Linked DNA regions of Mus musculus: all the other regions are linked to region 2. A link is a contact called in public Hi-C and promoter capture Hi-C data. All regions are on one chromosome and are shown on one strand. Each heading gives the region's core, a stretch centred on a gene start, on an enhancer-like site or on the middle of the called end of the contact. The rest is flanking DNA. Distances are from core to core; before and after follow the strand shown.

Region 1 (3,882 bases), core at 1,191-3,690, 330 kb after region 2:
GAGGGAGAGGGCGAGGCCATGAGATCACCGCCTTGCACTGGCACACCACACAGAGGTCCAGTGCGAGTAGCACCCGCGACTGCTACGGGGCACAAAGGCGGGTAAGGGCGAGGACACAGGATGAGTAACACACTGCTGAAGCACGTGCAACACTTACTGCGAGGGAAGAGGTCTAAGCACGTCAGAGAAGAGTCCCGTGGGAAGGAGAGGTGCAACAGTGAGCTGACACTAAGCACTAGGGGCCAGCACTGCCTGCAAGTCTGTATTAGACACTATCTTTGTAGCAATGCACCCACAAAATTAAAATGCAGACTGATGTAACTTGAGCAATCATTTTCCTACTATAAATATCGACGAGCCTTCTGACAAGGAGACTTAGGCAGCCCTGCCAGGACATCCCAGCTGCTGTGACCTGTGGCTGCTGCTGTACTCACACCTCATGCACCACTGGTAACCCAACTGCTCACGTCACTACTGCCTCTTGCCTAGATGACAGCTAGAGTGTCCTGAATGGTCTTGCTCCACTCTAAGTGCTGGAAGGGTTCTTCCAAGAACACATCAAATCAGTTCACTCCTAGATTAAAACTTTCTATAACAACATTTGGAATGTCCAGATCTCTTAAAAGGACTCAAGGTGTGGCAAGACCTGATGTTACTGACACCAGCAGCATCAGCTCAGCTTGGAAGACCTCTCTACAGAAGTCCTCCATGACACTTCAAATCCCTTGGCTAAGGATCTCGGCATGAAGGAGCGCAGATGCTGCTGACACAAGCACTCTCTACTGTCACTGTTTGCCGATCTGATTCTTCTGAGGATGGGCATGTCTTCCTTTTACTTCTAACACAGAGGTCATCTAACTGCATCCCTAGTGTCCAACACAGTGCCTAGTGAAAGGAACCAACGAACATTTTATGTCAGTGGTCCTCAACCTCCCTAATGCTGCGACCCTTGAATACAGTTCTTCACGTTGTGGTGACTCCCAACCATATACTTATTTTTGTTGTTATTTTATAACTGTAATTATTACTAAGGTAAATCATAATGAAAATATCTGTGTTTTCTGATGGTCTTAGGTGACCCCTATGAAGGGTCATTCAGTCTCAAAGGGATCACAGCCCACAGATTGAGAACTGCTGTTTCAGATGCGTGACTGTCATAAACCACTACACAGCTGCGTTCCACACCTGTGCCTGGACACCGGAGGTCTTGAACTTGCTAGACAGCTGTCCCTTTCTACAAATAAAGATGAGTGTAGTGGGCTGGGCGGTGATGGTGCACACTTTTAATTTCAGCACTCAGGAGGTAGAGGCAGGTGGATCTGAGCTTGACGCTAGTCTAGAGTACAGAGTGAATTCTAGGATAGCCAGAGCTACACAGAGAAATACTGCATAAAAAGCTAAAAGCAACCAAAGATAATTGTGATAGCTTGTAAGCTTGTACCTACTTCCTATTACTACATAACAACTTTGTGGTCTGTGACTGTGTTCTGGTCAGCTTTTGGTCAACTTGACACAAACTGGAGTCGTCTGAGAAGAGGGAACGTCAACAGAGAATGTGTCCATCAGACTGACCTGTGGACAAACTTGTGGTCACTGATGATTGACATGAAAGGGCCCCGCCCACTTTGGGTGGTACCACCCTGAACAAGTGGTCCTAGGTTTGTGAGACCGCAAATGGGCAAGCCAGTGTGCAGCTCCAGTGGCCTGGCTCAGTGCCTTCCGCAGGCACAGGACAGACTTTCAGTCACTTACTTATTCTACATATAGGCTCTTACTGGGCTGTTATCTAACAGATACAGCACAGGGCCGAGTACACTGAGTAAATGGAACCAGGCTCATTTCTTTAAGAGGTAGTCTAGTAGGAAGAAACAGTTATAATCAGGCATGAGCCAAGAGACAGAGAAGAGAGGAGCAAAGGGGAGTGCAGCCAGCCCCGCCTGAGGCTGAGGGAGGAGGGGGAGTCAGGAGAAGTACTGCTCCCCACACTCACGTGCCCGCCTGGTGCCAATGCTATCCTAACTCTTCACACAGCAATCCCCTAGGTGACACAAACACATACAATGATGGAAAATGACAGAGGTAAAGGGGCTCACTCACTCTCCTGTGCTTCCACAGTAAGGAGAGCTAGGACTGCCATGCAGCACTCTGAAGCACCTGAAGGAGTGACTGCAGACACAGGAACTGTGTTTATGTTGTGAAGGATTAAAGCCCCACCTAACATTTCTGGTTCTCTCTCTAGGCACTCAGAAGAATGGCTCCTCCCAGGCTCTTAGAAATTAGATGCAGCCACAGGCTTAACTAAGGCTGATGAAATACAAGTGGAAGTGACGTTATGTCACCTCTGAGCAGCAGCTTTGAGAACCAGCTAGTGACTCACCACCTCCTCCTCTCTATCTCTGCCAGAAGGGCTGGCAGAGCTCCTGACAGCAGCTGCCTCCTCGGCCTGGGGAGCAGACCAATGCTCCCCAGTGAAGCCACTCGAGAGAGCAAGAAGCCTGTTGGGCCATGTGGCTGAGTGTGCGCACCCTGGCACGGTGACCTGGGCAGGGAAGCTGGGGACTAAGGAGGACGGCTGTCCCAGGACACAGCCACTTACCTTTTCTTTGGCAGTGTGCCAGAGTCTAGGAGGAGTGCCCATATCTGATGAGTCCCTGCCATGGCTATCCACAGGATGTCATTTCTTTGGACCTCTGAACCTTTATGAAAATAAGTAGCATGTATTATATACATATCTGGTTACTATGATACTTTTTAGGAATTGAAATCCATAGATGATACTAGTTTTTATAAATCAGCTGTTTCAGAACACGGTTCCTCAGGGAAGATGTGTTACTAGAAACCTTCCACCTCACCTGCAACAGTTTCATGAGAACCCAAAGCTGTCATATTTTTTTTAATTAAATGCAGTACAGGGTGATAATTCAATACATGTTTACAATGTGCAATGACAAAATTAAATCAATTAGCATTTCCATTTCCTTAAACCAAATCCACACATTCTTAATAGCAGTATGTCAATCTGCATCTCTGGAAACAATGTTTTTAAACACCGATTAAAACATTTTTTATGTGACACAAAAATGGGCTGATATTCTCTAAGAAAACTCTGGCAATTTCCACAAAAGAAGTGATGCTTTTAAGAGCAGTGTGGAAGCATACTCCTGTAGTCCCAGAGGCTAAGAGGCAGATTTCAGAGGAGTGTGGTGGCCCATTCCTGTACTGCAGAGGCAGAGGGGCAGAGGGGCAGAGGGGCAGAGGGGCAGAGGGGCAGAGAGGCAGAGAGAGGCAGAGAGAGGCAGAGAGGCAGAGGCAGAGGCAGGAGAAGCCCAAGTTGGAAGCCTGTTAGACTACATAGCAAGTTCCAGGCCAGCCTGGGTTACAAAGTAGAGACCCTGTGTTAAAACAAAATAACAATAAAAAGAAGCTAAAGGAATGTGTCTTTTTATTACCAAAGGCATGGGATTTGATATTCAGACACAAAGTAGATCAGTCATTTGCAAATGCACTATCTAGTAGCCTCTAATACTTACGGGGTTGTGTCTGTAGGAGTGTGCACATGTGTGTGTGGAGGCTGGAGGTCAATGTTGTGTCTCCTTCAGTCAGGCTCTGCTTTATGTACTTACTAGACAGGTTCTCTGTGTACCTAGAGTTCACTGATCTGGCTGGACTGGCTGGCTACTGGGAAAGTCCAAGGATCCTCCATCTCAGCCCCCAGGGCTCTGAGGCAGGCCGAGCTTTTTATGTGGGTGCTCAAGACTGAGTTCAGATCCTCATGCTGCACGGCAAGCCCTTCAGCAAATGAGCCACCTCTCGGGCCTGGTTTAAAATCCTTCAAGGAGTTTAGCAGACCAAGGGTACAGTATATTATAATATGCTGTTTAC
Region 2 (3,964 bases), core at 1,294-3,793:
AGAGCTTAGCCCCAGGGTCTGTTACCGTTAGATGCTCTCTAGCTCCCAAGCACTGAGTAGGCACCTTTCATGACTTCCCCTGGATTCCTCACTGGGTCTCCAGTGCACTCTGGGAGATTCAGGGCAAGGTAGGTGCTTTCACTTTATAGATGGGCAGGAGTGTCTTGGATAAAGAGGTGCTGCCAGTCAGGAGCCAGCTTGGTCCCTGAAATGGGGCCTGTTCCCTAATGTACAAAATGGGGATGCATCTTATCTGAGGTGCCCCGGGTGCACCGTGGGGGTGAAATGTTCTGGAATCTTGTGGCTGGTACTCTAATGAAAGGGAAGAACCCTTAGAAGATGACTGGAGGACTCTGAGGAGGGATTAGCTTAGGGAAGCTTGTTTTCTCTGGAGGGGAAATCTAGACCCAAGAGTTCTGAACAAACGAGATGGCCATGGCTGGGAGGAGACAGGCATTTATCTCAGGCCTATGTAACCCAGGGCTTTGAGTCTGCATTCTTTGAAGTGGCTGGGGTTCTATGGGGACCTGGATGCATTTTTCACCCACATATGTCTTATAGACTGATGCAGAGAAAGTTCTCAGAGCCCAACACATACATCGATGGCCTGCCCAGCCGGGATTGCCAGGACGATCTGTATGATGATGTGGAGGTATCAGAGCTGATAGCCGTGGTGAGCACTTGGACTGGGGATGGGGTTGGAGGTGAGGGGGTATGATCACAGACAGTCAGACTGTCCCCAAGACCAGCAGTTCCCAGTCACCTACTGGGCCACCCTTTGTGCATAGGGTTGTGTGCATGAGACTCACCTAACTGGAGACCTATCTAGTAAACAATACTTGGTTATTTGCTCTGATCGGTGCTGGGTGTGGAGAATAGATGGTGGGTAGCGTGAGGTAGGAGCATTGGCACATTAGCCTTCAAAGCCTACGTTGGTAGCTGAGGCGGGCCGAGCATGCTGGTGGCAGGGTCCTGGTTCTGGAACGAAGTAGTTGTATCTCCCTCAATCCTGACCCCCCTGTCACTTCCTTCTTTACACAGAATGCTGTGTTCTGAGCCTTCTGACTCTGGGCTCTGACATCCCATCCAGGACCCCACAGAGGGTTCCGTAGGAAGGGAGGAAGCAACACAGAAACTGCAGCATGAGAGGGGACAGGCAATCCTGAGGCTGGGTCCCTTACAGCCAAGGGAATGAGGTAGTAAACACCCCTGGCTTTTTCCTGTAGGTGGAGCCTGCCGAGGAAGCCGCCCCTGCTGTCGATGCTAACAGTGGTAGTGAGCCAGACAGAGTCTACCTGGATCTCACACCGGTCAAGTCCTTCCTGCACAGTAGCAGTGAGGCTCAGGCGCAGGCCTCTCTCCCAGCAGTGCCACATCAGGACGATGTAGCTGAGACCCTCACAGTAGACCCAAAGCCAGGCACCACCCCAGAGGAGCCCCACACAGAGTCTCCAGGAGACCCAGAGGTGCAGCAGGTACAAGCCATCCCAGCAACCGTACCCAGCCACCTCACCAAGCCCTGCAGTCATAGAGCAGTGTATGATCTGTCTTGGCAGAGGCAACCAGAGGTTCAAGAGTCTTCAGAGCCTATCGAGCCCACCCCGCGAATCACCATGGTTAAGCTACAGGCCGAGCAGCAGAGAATCTCCTTCCCAGCCAACTGCCCAGACACCATGGCTTCTGCCCCCATCGCTGCCAGCCCACCTGTGAAGGAGAAGCTGAGAGTGACCAGTGCAGGTATATGGACTAGATCCAGGCTTAGCGCTTTAGACATAGCGAGTCAGCCCGATCCTCTTCTTTCACACGAGAGGATGGGTTCACAGAGGTGAGGGAACCTGCCCTGGACCACCCCAACAACAAAAGTGAGGGACACATCCCACCCCATCACTGTAGGGCTGGCATCCAGCATGGGTGTTCCCCATGCCTCACCCATCCCTGCTGACACAAGCCGGTTCCTTCTCTGGTCTGTAGAGATCAAACTTGGGAAGAATCGGACAGAGGCGGAAGTAAAGCGGTACACGGAGGAGAAGGAGAGGCTGGAGAGGAGCAAGGAGGAGATCCGAGGGCACCTGGCTCAGCTCCGCAGAGAGAAGCGGGAGCTCAAAGAGACCCTGTTGAGATGCACAGGTAGGGGGCCTCTGCATGGAGGGCCAGGGTGGAACTTTGTCTCACTCAACACACACGGGCTTTGAGAGGGAATGAACCTGGATTTGTCATCTACCTCTGGATCCTTTGGCCTGAGTCCCCTCACCCTCACTCAGAAATGACCCTCTTCTTCTGGTCCTGTCTGAGGCTGTCTCTGCCTGGATCCATGAAACAGGGTCAACAGCACCAGCAGGTACTTAGGTTGTTCTCAGGTTGACGATCTGGGTCAGCTGACTGGTCTGCCAAGGCACCTCTATGCTAACCACGCCTGCAGTGCACTTCTTAATTTCCAGGCTCTGGTCTTAGGTGCACAAAGTCGGAGAGGAGAGCTTCCAGGTGATTTTCCAGTCTCAGCCGGCTCAGGCTCATGGGAGGTTTCCTAGCAACTGACCTCTGAGGCCTCTCAGAATTACTTGACCTGGATCTCATTTGATATTTAAATCACAGAGTTGCACTAGCGAGCACAACCAGCCTAACAGGTTTGGGGACAAATCCGACAGGTTCCTGGGAAGCTATGGCATGGCAATCAAAGGAAGACCTTAGGGACAGTCTCTCTACTTTTCAGTTGTCGGGATAGAGTCCATTTGTCTAGCAGTGAACCCATTTAATGTGCACAGGGCAGTGGGTTTTTAATATATATTCAGTTAGCAGTTTCACTGGTGACTTCTCCATTCTTATGACAAAAATACCATGACCAAGGTGATTTATAAAAGAAAGGATGTAAGGTGGGGCTCATAGTTCTGGAGAGGTTGAGTCCATGATAGTGAGTCATGGTGGGGAGATTGTGTCAGCCAGCAGGCAGGCACTGGAGAGGTAGCTGAGAGCTCAAAGTTGAGACAGAACCACAAAGCACAGAGAGCATTCTAACCGAGAATGACTGACGCACCCTCTCTCCAGAAAGGCCACACCTTCTCTCCAGCGGGGCCACACCTCCTAATCCTTCCCAAACAGTTCCACCTTCTGGAGACCAAGCATTCAAACATAGGAGCCCATGGACGTCATTCTCACTCAGACTACCACGTCATAATTTGTTTCTTGAACCCCAGAGAAACCTTCCTCTACCCAGCATGGTTCTCTATCCTCTCTACAGATAAGGGGGTCCTGGCCAAGCTGGAGCAGACACTGAAGAAAATAGACGAGGAATGCCGGATGGAGGAGAGCAGGCGTGTGGACCTTGAGCTCAGCATCATGGAGGTGAAGGACAACCTGAAGAAGGCAGAGGCTGGGCCCGTGACCCTGGGCACCACTGTGGATACCACGCACCTGGACAACATGAGCCCTCGTGTGAGTGCTGGGCTCTGGAGGGCCTGTGAGCTCTACACGGGGCCTCCTGGCACAGGGTGGTAGAGGTGGGTTTTATATACATAGTAATTTGACCCAGTCCTTGTTCTCCTTCTCAGCCACAGCCCAAAGCTGCCACCCCCAACCCCCCACCAGACTCCACGCCAGTCAACTCTGCATCTGTGCTCAAGAACAGGCCTCTTTCCGTCATGGTCACAGGCAAAGGCACTGTCCTGCAGAAAGCCAAGGTGAGTGGCCTCTCTTCAGCTGCAGATGAAGCCTTGTGGCTTTTGCACTAGCTCTGAGTGAGAGATATGCTCTCAGCAGAATGCCACTTGTGGCCCGGCCCGGGCTTTACCACTGATTAACCAGGAAAGTGCTTATATTTACCAAGTGTTCTTCCCAGTGAGCCTGAGGGCACCCCCACCCACGACCTCCCCACCACTCAGGAGTAGATTCCAGGGACAGGCTGTGACTGAAATGTTTCCAACCCAAAAGGTTTCTAACATCAAAACCAGAGAAGCCAGTGACAAAAGGC
Region 3 (3,727 bases), core at 1,030-3,529, 370 kb after region 2:
TATTTAAGTTACTGTCCCAGGTATTTACCAGATTTAATGACAATAATGTATTTTAAGCAGCAATAATTACAATGAATATAATACATGGCCAACACTTAATGAGTCTTCTTGTTTTCTAAGAATTTGCCTGAATTACCTCCATTTCCTTACCCTAAAAAAGTAAATATCGGTTCCACTTTCTTTACAAGTGGAAAAAGAAAATCAAGACCTGGAGAAATCAAGTAATGTGCTCACAATCAAAAAGCTGACAGAGGAAGGGACAGGGATTCAGTTTCAGGTCACCCTGGATTACCCATTAGACTGCAGGCGACCCCTCTAAAGAATGAGTATCTTCTAAGATCAGTAAACGACAATCAAGATTGAACAATCAAGTTTTATCTCAAAACCTGCTTTGTCTGTTTTTAACTTTCTGTTAATAACTGGCTGCGGCAGAACATCAGGCTATGTCAAAGACAAAGCCTGATTATTTTCTTATGAGTATGATTTCAGTCACAGTGGTCAAATATCATGGTAATATAGTAAACTTACTATAAATACAAATGAAACATTTCTCAAAATTCTAACTGATGGCCTACTGGCTTATAATAGTGTATTTACCACGTGCTTTATTACAAAGTTTTCAGAAGATATGTATACACTGCATATACGTGTTTGTCATTTTTAAGTTTCTCTGATGGGACCGACCTCCATGCAGCCAATTCTTTTGCAATTCCACGGTATTTCAAATCCAGTATAACGAGGGGAACGGTAAGCCCCTCTCAAGGCGAGTGCAAAAGGGTCCGAAATATCCAAGACTGTTGTGGGATGAAGGAGGAACAGATAGATCCTTCCGGAAGATACCTGAACCCTACCACAGGTAACAAATTAACTATGCATGTGGTTTCAGTGTCACACGCCAGGACACATGCCAACACGGCAGGCTAAACAATGACACTCCCAACCAAAGAAGGTAAGGGAGCGTTTTGTTTAAACTGTACTACCGGGAGTATCGTTTCCCTATGTCCCAACAGTTCCCACTACTAGGATTCAAACCTGAGTACTAAGCTAAAATTGATTCCAGATTTTAAAGATCAATAGGTTCACCACTTTGAACGTGGAAACGCGGTTGGACTAGAAAACCATCAGATGCTATGCCTGTAGAATGTAGTCCAACTCTAGTGGTTATTAGACGGGCAGGTTTCCTAGCCTTCCCTGTGCCTCAGTTTCCTTAACTGTAAAACAAGACTAGTAAGAGGGTCTCGGTGGGTTGTACCAGGTAAGTAGGAGCTCTCAAGTGCTTCAAACCGTCTGTGGCACATTAAAAAGTGATCAATATACACCCATGGAGCCTTGAGGCTACTGACGTCAGGTCACGCAGGATTCCAGACAGAGATGCAAACACTGGTCCCCGCCCAGCAGAACCCCCTCCGTGTGTCGCTGCTCCCCTGGAGCACCTCGGGGGCTGTGGGAGGACCGCAGGGCACCGATCTGCTGGCGGGAGGGAGCCACCGAGGAAGGGGAGGACCCGGGAGCGGCCCCCACCCCGACGCCAGCCCCTCACCTTCCGGAAACTCGGGCACCGCTAGGTCCTGCTCCCAGCCGTCCACCTTCTGCAGATACTGGTAGACCAACTCATCCTTCTCTTGCTGGGTGACGGCGTCCAGCAGGGCGTACTCGAGCGAGGTCTGCGCGGGCAGCAGGCCCGAGAGGCTCGCGCCGCGCGCTCCGGGAGCCGCCATGTTGCGCGAGCTCCCGAGGGCTCCGGGGCCGAGGGCGCGGGTCGGACCAGCGTGCGCCGCCCTCTTGACTCAGAGCGGGGCCTGGCCAGCCCGGCCCTGCGCCACACACGCTTCCGCCTCCAATAAGCCTTCCTCCGGACGCCAAAGTCCAAAGGGCCGTGCTTCCCTGGCGCGTAATTAAACTCCAGAGTTGCCCACCCCGCCCCTTCCAGGTTCCGGGCCGCCGCGAAGCCTGGACGTTCAGAGCGCCAGATTCGACACGGGGAAGGCTGCTAGGGTCGCGCTCCAGAGGAGCTGGGAACCCATTGCCTTTGAAGCCCGGCAGGGAATTCCAAGACAAATAAAATTCAAATAACCATGTACACGTTTAAAAGAGCCGACTTAAGAAAAGCCTGCCCATTTGTGTGTCCCACTCTTAAACTGAGATCAGCCGATTCGGCACGGCAGTGACAGTGGGACAGCGTTCCCGCCAAGAAAGACTCGAAAGGTAAAGAAGGTAAAGCAACCCTCGGAGGAGACTCTTTTTTTTTTTTTTTTTTTTTTTTTTTTTTTTTTTAATGTAGGCAGTGAGGCCGGTGGTTTTGTGTTGACAACAACAAAAGTGTCCTGTGACTCTGGGTGTGCTGAAAGTGCGGGCGCGAATGGAATGTCCCGCGAGCTGGCGCAGAGAGGAGGCAGCTGCAGCGGGGTCCCCCTGCTGCCAGGCCAGGTGTGCCCACGAGGGACTACCGGGAGGAACGGGGCGAGCTGCACAAGGGCTCATTGGGATGTTGGCATTATTTAACCTGGGAATAATGTAGGGCTCCTTCATTGATCTTCCCCCCACCCCAGATCCAAAGGCAAAGAGCGGGAGCCTGTAGGAATTTTCTGGTACCTGACCTCTCTGGAGGTCTGCAGAAGTGGCTGATTGATTTCAGGGCAGACAGCCCCTATGGTGTGGAGTACAGTCTCACATGTTTGAACTTTGTTCACTGTGCAGGGTTTGATCCTAGGATGGAGGAAGAAATGGACTGACCCAGGAAGCTGAAACTGGTTGGACCCATGAGTCACGAATAAGGGCAGCTGTCGGTTGTAACCAACACCTCTTTGATTATGGTCTAGTCTATGGACTAGTCTCACACTAAGTAGACTAGGGACTGTGACTGGACTTGTAAATGGACACTTGTCCACATGAACGAGAGCCAGAATAGCTTTCTAACCATTATATGGAGACTGTTTTCAGTTAAAGTCATTGAGCCTGGTACTTACCGTCAGTGCTTGACATTCAAGACATTCTTGATTCTTATTTTTATAAATCAAGTTCTGAGAAGTTAAAAAAAAACCTGAATGAAATAGTGTCACAATGTAAAGAAAACCGTATAGATGTTACCCTGTAGTGAGTTCTCTTAATTTTATTATGGTATAAAATGGAACAGCAGGTGTTCACAGGTACTAAGTGGGTTGTGTGCCAATATCACCAAAGCTTTCAGTTCCAACCAAGTTAGTTGGCTTTTGGCTACTTTTTTTTTCCTATTAAAAACTTGTTACAAGAAATGGACTCTGAATTCACCAAAGACTGGTGCTGTACTCACAAAAATCATTTGGCCATGTTAGAAGACACGTTTTGGGAAGAAGAAATCTGGGAATATAAATCTAAAAGAAAGCCCAAACCCGTACATCCAAATAATTGTTCTGAAAATATTTCAGAATCTGTTGAAAAATCAACAGATGGAAAACACCAGTCAAAAGGAAATGAAAAAAGGACTTCAGAAAATCCAGGCAAGACGAAGGACCACAAAGTGTGCCTTGCAGAAACAGACAGTCAGATTTCTGCAGGTTCCAGTCAGAGTTCGAGCTGTAGAGATGAGAGTCAGCAGTCTCAAAACAAAGAGACAACACCGAAAAAGCAACATAGAACTCGCAGAGGGAAGCAAGTGACCCCGAAGGTGCGCCCTGTTTATGATGGATACTGCCCAAGCTGCCAGATGCCCTTCTCCTCATTGCTGGGTCAGACGCCCCAGTGGCATGTG

What was found. Promoter capture Hi-C pulls out the DNA fragments that hold promoters and counts their contacts. A called contact is a pair of places that touch in the nucleus more often than the background predicts.
Region 1: a contact with region 2 is called in a Hi-C map of the C10 cell line, with 2.4 times the contacts expected there. The contact joins two enhancer-like sites. A contact is called at or near these places in 1 of 15 datasets of contacts at CTCF or cohesin (large pre-B cells) and 12 of 484 Hi-C or Micro-C datasets (3T3-L1-derived adipocytes, the AML12 cell line, the C10 cell line and 8 more).
Region 3: a contact with region 2 is called in a promoter capture Hi-C map of stem cell-derived epiblast-like cells, with 2.3 times the contacts expected there. The contact joins the promoter of Dclre1a here to the enhancer-like site in region 2. A contact is called at or near these places in 15 of 39 promoter capture datasets (the 3T3-L1 cell line, 3T3-L1-derived adipocytes, the C10 cell line and 11 more), 2 of 484 Hi-C or Micro-C datasets (neural progenitor cells and neural stem cells), 10 of 115 datasets of contacts at active chromatin or transcription factors (astrocytes, bone marrow-derived dendritic cells, craniofacial prominence and 7 more) and 2 of 9 other capture datasets (embryonic stem cells and pancreatic islet).

What each region holds. Positions count from the first base shown.
Region 1 is chr19:56,586,984-56,590,865 of GRCm38.p6, reverse strand. Nhlrc2 (NHL repeat containing 2) reads right to left here. Exons shown (of 11, transcript NM_025811.3): 6 at 2,597-2,696. Among named protein-coding and RNA genes, the nearest start is that of Nhlrc2, 41 kb to the right of the region's middle. Within about 2 kb of position 2,440, at least 172 of the 459 cell types and tissues checked have an H3K27ac peak or open chromatin away from gene starts, as enhancers often do.
Region 2 is chr19:56,913,835-56,917,798 of GRCm38.p6, reverse strand. Afap1l2 (actin filament associated protein 1-like 2) reads left to right here. Exons shown (of 19, transcript NM_001177797.1): 13 at 562-673; 14 at 1,227-1,475; 15 at 1,557-1,737; 16 at 1,972-2,127; 17 at 3,236-3,429; 18 at 3,546-3,674. Among named protein-coding and RNA genes, the nearest start is that of Vwa2, 41 kb to the right of the region's middle. Within about 2 kb of position 2,543, at least 28 of the 459 cell types and tissues checked have an H3K27ac peak or open chromatin away from gene starts, as enhancers often do. A contact at or near this core is called in pancreatic islet and stem cell-derived epiblast-like cells, where this site is marked.
Region 3 is chr19:56,546,674-56,550,400 of GRCm38.p6, reverse strand. Dclre1a (DNA cross-link repair 1A) reads left to right here and starts at 2,279. Exons shown (of 10, transcript NM_001360437.1): 1 at 2,279-2,427; 2 at 2,698-3,727. The coding sequence starts at 3,251. Nhlrc2 (NHL repeat containing 2) reads right to left here and starts at 2,140. Exons shown (of 11, transcript NM_025811.3): 1 at 1,541-2,140. The coding sequence starts at 1,718.